2 separate regions of the Gossypium hirsutum genome follow, and region 2 is linked to region 1. Evidence: chromatin contacts called from public Hi-C data. All regions are on one chromosome and are shown on one strand. Each heading gives the region's core, a stretch centred on a gene start, on an enhancer-like site or on the middle of the called end of the contact. The rest is flanking DNA. Distances are from core to core; before and after follow the strand shown. Region 1 has its middle 7.4 kb from the start of LOC107930590. Region 2 has its middle 4.0 kb from the start of LOC107930625.

Region 1 (4,386 bases), core at 196-2,695:
TTGTTTTTTCTCTCTAGGCAACTAATGGCCCGGCTCCAGACCCTCTTTGGGTATTTTTCTTTGACCATAATTCATTTCTTGATGTTCTATTTGGTTAACCCATCAGCTTATCACATCATCGTTCGGTGTTATGACTTTTGACCCTCCACTATCTCCATTGCCATCCACTTAAGTACACTGTATTAAGTTGTATTAACCCCTTTTTTAATACAAGAAATGCACTTTCATCTTCAATGCAAGTTTCCTTAAAAAAAAGGGCAACTGTGCTTGTTGGATCAACGAAAAAAATGGTTTTTTTTTTAAGAATTTTATCTATTTTCTTTTAAAAATTGGTTTATGTATGTTAGTATAAGGTATACATAAAATGGTATATGTAATTATCCGATTATTCCATTAGTTTTTAATAGTAGAAATGATGAAATTTTTAGTATAAATAATCAGTTTACTTTTAAATTTAACAAACATGAACTAGTTTATTTATTTATTTAGTAAATGAATGTAAAATGAAATATAACTTTTAATATAGAGACTTATATAATACTTTTATCTAGTGAACGAGGGGTAATAAGTTTGATATTTTTTTAGTATGGTTTTGAGTTCTTTATCTTATGGATGAAAAAACATGTTGAGAAAGCTTGCACGTCAAAAGCTCGACTTTACACCCAGCCGAAGCTCTGGTGGCTATTAAACATAGGGTGTTAGACAAAAAGGAAAGGGTACCAAATCCAAAATCCAACAAATAAGTTGGAGAAGATGGGGGGGGGGAGGGAGGGAAAGAAGTGGAAAAAACTAATAGCAATGGACAAAAGAGAGAGCTCTTAGCTTTAATTGACAATTAACTGTGATCACGTGAAGAAGTTTTGAAATACTATGAAAAAAAGGGGAGGATGCTTTCCTTTTCTTCACATTCCTTGCAAGTCAAAAACATGTTTGGTCTTAAAAAACCAACATTACTATAAAAAGAAACATCCTTCATAGGTTTTCTGCCATTAACAAGCAGAAAGAGAGAGTAAAGGAAATAAGTTAACATTTCAAAACCCATATACCATTCAAAATAACAACATTAAAGGCACATGTGGGACTTATGGGGTATCTTGGAGAAGTTACTGCTGAAAAAGTAAGCCCCACATCCCCCATTCCCCATCCACCATTCTTTATTTCTCTTGTTTTTTATTTTGGAATTCTTCCATACCAAAAGTTATTAATTACCCCTCCCCTTCTTTTTTCACTCTTTTGGCAATTAATAGAGCATAGAGAGGATGTCTTTAGGATATGGCTTGTTTAATTGATTTGTTTTGCTTGATTGAGGATTATAAATGATGAAGTTTCTTTTGGTTTGTTTAGGTAAAAGCTAGGTTGACAAAAAGAAGGAGCTAGTGGTCTATTTTTAAATATACATCAATGCCAAGCTGTCCCTCAACTTGCTTATCTCTCAAAACCTCTCCTGAGGAAACAAAGAAAAGAAGGAGAGAGAATCTAAGTTGATTACGACATGACATATGGACTTAGATCTTTGATATGTCACCACTGGTTTTTTTCAAAGGGAAGCTATAAAGTAAGTGACAAATAGGGAAAAGTGTCCAGGAAGGTAAGGGTTTAAAAACAACTTTAAATTGTCAGGTTTGCAAAAGGGTCCTCTTAGTTAAGCCTTATAGAAGGATACATATGAGAGAGAGATAGAGGTATAGGATATTTAGCAGCTAAAATAAACAGCTAGCGAGTTACTGAGTCACAGCTGTTGCTGTCCTTGTGAAAATTTGGGGTATATCAATCCATCTATCTCTTAATCTCACTTTCCTTTTTCCTCTGTTGGCCCCTCTTATTGGCTATTGGCTCTTGTTGTGGATCTTTCATTAGATTTTGTTTGGATTTTGTGTGTTCTCACGTGATTCTCATAACTCCCTTTCCCCACATTTAAGTCTCAAAGTCTCAGCTACACAACCTCTTCCTCAGACAGGGTTTTAGCAGCACTAGTTCAATAAGTTAAACCATTAGTAAATGCATGAATTTCTCCAATTATCCTTGGGATTTTGGTTTGTCTCTAGAAGGGTTTTCTTTTTTTCCCTAATGATCCTACATGGACGAACAACAACCAAGCAAAAAGCTCAAAGCTGGAAGCAGCCTGTCTTCCATATCTTGTTCTTGTTTTAAACATTTTGGTCAAATTATGTTTTGGTCATTCTACTATATTTAAATTGTGGGTTCAGTCCTTTGGTCTCTACTCTTACAATTTGATTCGAATCCAAATAGTTAACTACTCCTTTTTAACTGCTAATATGAAATTTTCTTAAGAACCCATGTCAACATTAACATTTTAAACGGATGACAATTATTTGATCTAATTCATCGTAATTTACCAAATATTTTCAAATGCTACTTGGCTTGCCTTGTCTTGTCTTTGAGTCCGCAGTAATATTCTCTATGCATTATCTCTATTCTATAGGAACTAAGCTGAGGGAAAACTCATGTTTATTGCATTTTATTGTTTCTAATTGATGGTTGCTTTAGAACAAATCTTTGCCCATGGATTTTGCTGAAAGCTGGTTCTGCAGAGAATTAGAACCACATGATTTGGTTATGATTATTACTTAGTACATCTATTTTAGTAACTTGATATTATAATTGTGGTCTTTTATTTCTTTGACTAATTGGGTTTTATGTTTTGATAAATTTTTAGTTTTCTTTTTATTTTTTATCATAACTTTTCAAAAAGTTAAAAGTTTTTGAAAAGTCATATGGGATCAAATTACTCTCTTTATTATTAAATTAATTAATTTAATCTATTTAATAATAGAGAAATTAATTTAATTAAATTTCTTTATATCACCTTTAAAAAAACATTTAACTATCGATTTTTTTATACCTTGAGTGGTAAAAAGTGTAACGTCTTTTAAAATTTCAGATTCAAATCTTATGACAATAGAAAACACTTATTAAAAAACTTTAACCTCACTCTTTATTTAAAAATTTGACTCAAAATTTAATATAACTATCGAATACAAAAACACTTTTTATTTAAAAATTTGACTCGAAATTTAATATAACTATCGAATACAAATAGATATAGGAGTTTAATTGTTTCCTCAGTTTCAAATTCTATGTCACAAAGTCCATATTGTCCTTTGGAAACACAATAAAAAATGGACTGACTCCCACTGAGGATAAAAACATTTTCTAATGCAAACTGTTTTCTACTGTTTTTGTCTTTTGAAACAGTGATTTCTTTTTCTCTTTTTTTTTCCCCTTTTACTGCAGATTGTAAGGTCCACATCTCTGACTAAAATACAAACCCTGCATGCATATTCAACAATGGGACAAAATTGGTTCCTCTTATTGTTTGCTTTTTTTGTTGATTGTTTCCCTTAAATATATATACATATATTTATATATTACATTACATTTACAATTTTCTCAACCATTTCACTTAAATTAAGCCTTTGATAATGGAGAAGATTAACATGTGTTTCTTCTAGTTGTCTACTGTTCAATAATGGACTTCAATATATGCCTGTATAATTGTGTTGCAGTCAAATATTTGCTTATTTCTTCCATTTCACTATATATATATATAGTTACTAGATCACAGTTACTGTTCAAAGTACTGCAAATAGTGAAGAACAATATAGATTGCAAATATAGGTTTTGGCTTTTGCTTCTCCATTTTTTTTTCTATTTTCCTAGCAGATTGGTATTTGTTCCACAGCTATACCTATTGCATATTTAAATACGCAATACAAACCACCAAAAAAACTTTTTTAATACATTAAGGGTAAATTACACCTATAGTTATTAAAATATTAATAAATTAACGTTTTAGTCACTTAACTTCAGAAAGTTACATAGTTATCGAACTATTCAAAAGTTTTTATTTGAGTTATTGATATGTTAAAATTGCTGATGTATAACCTTTGTTTCTATTGCCACACCAATCAAAAGTTCTCATTCCACTTTTTTTCTGTAGTTTTTTTTATGAAACAACTTTATTGTCACGAATCTGCAAACCAAAATCCAAACCATTTTCTTATTCGATCCCTAGCACTGGTCGTCAAATCAAATTGGATCAAGGTTTGTTCTCCTCACCAAATTGTCATTTAGAGCTCGCTAGTCAAACTTTAAAAGAAAAATTTAACAACTTAGTGACTTAAATAAAAATTTTTAAATAATTCAATAACTATTTTGTAATTTTTTTAAAATTGAATGGCTTTGAGTGTAGTTTACCGGAACAGCAACTACCAACAACCCTAGCACAATTGCTTCTCACTGAAAAGGTTGGTGGAAAATGAAAGAGAATTTATAAGAGAGAGTGGAGGCAGCTCTTTGCCAAAGGGCCCAAAGCCATTCATTAATTCATCAACGTTTACACAAAAAAATAAAAAATAAAAAAAA
Region 2 (4,547 bases), core at 862-3,361, 170 kb after region 1:
TGCTAACCCTTCCTCGCGCGTAACCGACTCCCGAACTTGTTCTCTTGAATTTCGTAGACCAAAATGCCGTTTTAATGAACTAAAATTTTTTATCTAAAACAAAGGTGATCCGATCACACCAAATAAAGATCGGTGGCGACTCGCGTTTTAATTATCATTTTCAAACCAAAGTCGATTCCTGCGTTTTCAAAAAAATGGTTTCGACACTCTGCATGCTGGGTTGTTATGAAATAGAGTATTTAATTCTCATCTCATTTTCTCTTTCTCTGCTAACTCTCTCTTTCACGACAGTGAAACATGAACCGCAATTCTGCTAATTGCTCGAGTTACTTTGATGCACGAGAGGAAGATGGAGAGATTAGGGCCTTGTTTTTCCTCAATAAGTCATAGTGGGATACCGAAGGTAGACGCAGGAGTGATTTGCGCTTTTTGGATTTGGAAAGAGGTGAAATCACTGAAGTTTTGAGTACGATCCCACCTGATGTTCATTTTGGTTTCTCTGTGGTTACCTCTGGCAACCATGCTTACGTCATTGGGGGAAAGATCGGTCGGGGTCGTAACTATCATTCAACAAGCGATGTTTTCTGCTTTGATTTTAAGCACGCTGAACGTGGGTGGGAACAAGTTACTTCTATGCGGTACCGTTGGAGTTTGCCCGAGGCCCTTGTTGCACAAGGCTCCCCAAACTCTGCGGGATGCAGCAAAGCAAGTTATACGCGTAACTGTTTTGAGTACCTTATATTGAGAATGTGGCGCAACAGGCATGGAGGCATTTATGCGGCTGGAGAGGGTGGATATAGAACCTCTGCTTCATTTTAATCCTTTGAACATACATTTTTGATGCCCTAAATGAAGGTTAGAGCCCCCTTCAAATCATAATTATTTTGGGTTCCATGTGTGTGTATGTATGTGCATGCAGGCGATGTATGTTATTTTTATCTACTCTTACTAAGAGTTTCTTTAATGTCTTGAACATATTGCAGATTGGGAACTGCAATTGCTTGCTTATTAATGTAGCTGATGCAAGACCAATGAGTTCAGCAATGGATGATATTCTTGTAGATATTTCTTTAGAAACAAATTAATACTGTAGATATTTCTTTAGAAACAAATTAATACCGTAGATATTTCTAATATCATGTGTAAAAATTTGAGTTTTTCGTGGTTAAAAGTATTAGGAAGGACTTTATATTAAAAGTAAGATTGCATTTTCACTTGTCTATTCAAAAAATGTGCAAATTAATTCTTATATGTTAGGGGTAATGATCTTAGGTTACTGCAGTTCTCGATGGATAAATATTTGAGGGAAATTAACCCGTCAATATGCTGGGGTGAAGTAGAAAGGCCATGGCATTCACTGATCTCTAGAGACTGCAAACAAGTTAGATTCTGCAACTGTTGTGGCAAAGATCAGAGCTCGTCACACCAACGAATCGTCAAAGATGTTAGGGACACAAAGCTCCCCAAACTTGCTTTACTGGACAGTTAATTCTATTGGATAACTTGCTTTGCTGCATCCCGCAGAGTTTGGGGAGCCTTGTGCAGCAAGTGCCTCGGGCGAACTCCGACGGTACCACATAGAAGTAACTTGTTCCCACCTACGTTCAGCGTGCTTAAAATCAAAGCGGAAAACGTGGCTTGTTGAACGATAGTTACGACCCCGACCGATTTTTCCCCAATGGCGTAAGCTTGGTTGCCAGAGGGAACCATAGAGAAACCAAAATGAACATCAGGTGGGATCGTACTCAAAACTTCAGTGATTTCACTTCTTTCCAGATCCAAAAAGCGCAAATCCCTCCTGCGTCTACCTTCTGTATCCCACTGTGACTTATCGAGGAAAAACAAGGCCCTAATCTCTCCATCTTCCTCTCGCGTATCAAAGTAACTCGAGTAATTAGCAGAATTACTGTTCATGGTTCACCATCGTGCTTTCTAGTGCGGTTGCTGAAGAAAAGAGGAAGAAGAATAACAGAATAGGAGGAAGAAGAAAGAGAGAGTTAGAAGAGAGAGAAAATGAGAGATGAGAATTCAGTACTCAATTTCATAACAACCCAGCATGTAGAGCATGCTTAAAAGGAAATTACAGCTGTCATTCGGTTACAGCTAGCTGTCAAAACGCCTCGTTTTGAAACTAAGCCTTCCCCCTAAAACACAGCGTTTTCATTAAAAGGACTCCCTTCCCCAAAACGTGCTGTTTCCTGACTACATAATAAACTCAACAAATTAATAGAAATTAACTACTGTTTTAACCCCTCTAATTAATAGCCATAACACTTTCTTTTCAATTTTAGGTTTAGTTTCTAGGTAATGTGAGACTGATGAGAACCCTGTTGAATCAAAAAATCAAGATTATGCGATTACAGGCATGGCCTTTCCGTATAGATAGGAGTCTTGTTGGTTGGGTGAATTAGTTTTACGGTTTTCATGCGTTTCTTGCAATCCGATCTTGGATATTAGTATAATAATAAATTTAAATATTGATGTTTATATTTTTTTTTGTTAATTTGACCTTAATTTTAATAAAATCAATAAATTTAGCCTCAATTTTTATACATTTACATAATGTTGCAAGCTAATTTAACAATTAAGATCAAATTAACAGAATGTGTAAGTTTTGAGAGATAAATTTATTTTTATAATAACTAAAATCATGTACAATTAACGAAAAATATTAGTACCGTGATAAATTGTCTTTAATTGCTCATTTTCGAAATTGACACGGATTAAATTACTCTGATTTTTTTATGGACCAATTTGCTCAATATCAAATTTGAGAGGGATTGGACAGATTTTTTTACGTTAACTATCTACATTAAATGGTGCGCAACTGAATTACCAGGGCTGCTACAGAAGAAAAATCTATGCCTCTCATACGACACCAATGAAAAGGCTCTTCCTTAAACTTCCACATCATGTTGAAAGTTGAAATTTTTTAGAGAAAAGTTCAAAGTTGAAAGGGCTTCATTAAACATTGTTGATGACAGAGTCGTATTTTTGCATCATTTGTTGCTTGCTTGATTGGGATTATTGCAGGGTGGATTATGGAGAGAGTGGATTTGTGGTATCTCAACAGCTCTACTCAGCACTTGCAAATATACAGATGGGTCTTATAGAAGATAAAATGGGTTGGACTACATTGTTAAACTAGTTAAACAAACAAAGGTATTTCCTTATTTTCTAGAATATTTAACATCGTTGAATTACCAAGGTGTAGTAGGGTACCAATTCAAAGGTCAGAAAGGTTGTAAGACATTAAAGAGATGGTTAAATCCAGGCCTAATAATTTCATCTTTGTTCATCTACACATTTAGGGATTTTAAATCTATTTTTTCCAGTAGCCCGAGGCCCAATAAGACCTCAAAACAATTAAACAACCTAAAAAGACTTTAAACACCTAAACTATCAGATCCAAAACAAACCCAATCCAACAAACCCAAAACTAAACCATACACCCAAACCCAAAATTAAAAAACCCTAGCCCAAACCTAAGAGGCCCAAAACTTCAAAATTTTCAGAAAAAAACCCTAGTCCCCTAAACCTAATGCCGCCCCTAGTCCCTGGCCTCTTCCACACTGCCGAGGTTAGCGCCTCTGCCACCACTTCCTCCACCCTCGCCACTTGCACCGCCACCTGCAGGAAATAAAGACAGAAGTGACAACAATAATAAGGAAATATATTGTAAATGGCTTTATAAGCCATGCAAAATCAATGTAAAAGAGGGGTTTTTCTTTTTTTTTTGTAATATTCGAGCATCATTTGAATACTAAAACTAATAAAGCAATCAAAGAAGAAAGGAAGTTCAAGAGCAGGCTAAGGTCTTATATATATATTTATATATTTATTTTTCTTTCTTTCAAAATCGCTTATATACATATATATTTATTTATTTTATTTCTTGTTTTTAAAGATATATATTTATACATATTAAAAAGAGGTTAAAAAAAGGAAAGAAAAACTTACCTTTTAATCGCAAAAAAAGGACGATTTTTTTATTTCCGGCCGACGATTTTTTGTAAAAGTGGGGTTGAAAATAAAAATTTTAGAAAATTTTGGCCTTTTATAATAGCGTGAAACGACGCGGTTTCACTTTGGCTATTTAAGTGCCAAAACGGTGTCGTTTTGATACGACTTGCACGCCGACCCGACCCGTTTCAGGGGATTCGCGTGTTTTCAATAAAGGGTCTATTTGCACCCTTGGTCCTTCTGCTTTCGAGGCTGGTTTCAATATGGTCCTATTTCGCTTCTTTATTGTTTTTAAATTTGGCCACTCCTTTTGTTTTGTCGCAATTTGGTCCCCAGACCATTCGAATGGCTAAACACCTGAACGGTGCCGTTTATGGGGCAGGGACTAATTTCCCATTTGGTCCCTGCATCTTTGCGCGTGATTCATTCTAGCCCTTTAGTCCACGTTTCTTTATTTTTATTTTAAAATCTATACCTAGGCCTTTTTTTTATCGTAATTTAGTCCATTGTTGTTATTATTACGATTATTATCATTATTTTATGTTCCTATTTATATTTATCTATTTAGGTATTTGGCTAGTATT

Evidence for each region. A called contact is a pair of places that touch in the nucleus more often than the background predicts.
Region 2: a contact with region 1 is called in a Hi-C map of leaf, with 1.8 times the contacts expected there. The contact joins two enhancer-like sites. A contact is called at or near these places in 2 of 34 Hi-C or Micro-C datasets (both in leaf).

The regions. Positions count from the first base shown.
Region 1 is chrA06:2,813,751-2,818,136 of Gossypium_hirsutum_v2.1, forward strand. No RefSeq gene overlaps it. Among protein-coding and RNA genes, the nearest start is that of LOC107930590, 7.4 kb to the left of the region's middle. Within about 2 kb of position 1,446, at least 6 of the 9 cell types and tissues checked have an H3K27ac peak or open chromatin away from gene starts, as enhancers often do. A contact at or near this core is called in leaf, where this site is marked.
Region 2 is chrA06:2,979,015-2,983,561 of Gossypium_hirsutum_v2.1, forward strand. No RefSeq gene overlaps it. Among protein-coding and RNA genes, the nearest start is that of LOC107930625, 4.0 kb to the left of the region's middle. Within about 2 kb of position 2,112, at least 8 of the 9 cell types and tissues checked have an H3K27ac peak or open chromatin away from gene starts, as enhancers often do. A contact at or near this core is called in leaf, where this site is marked.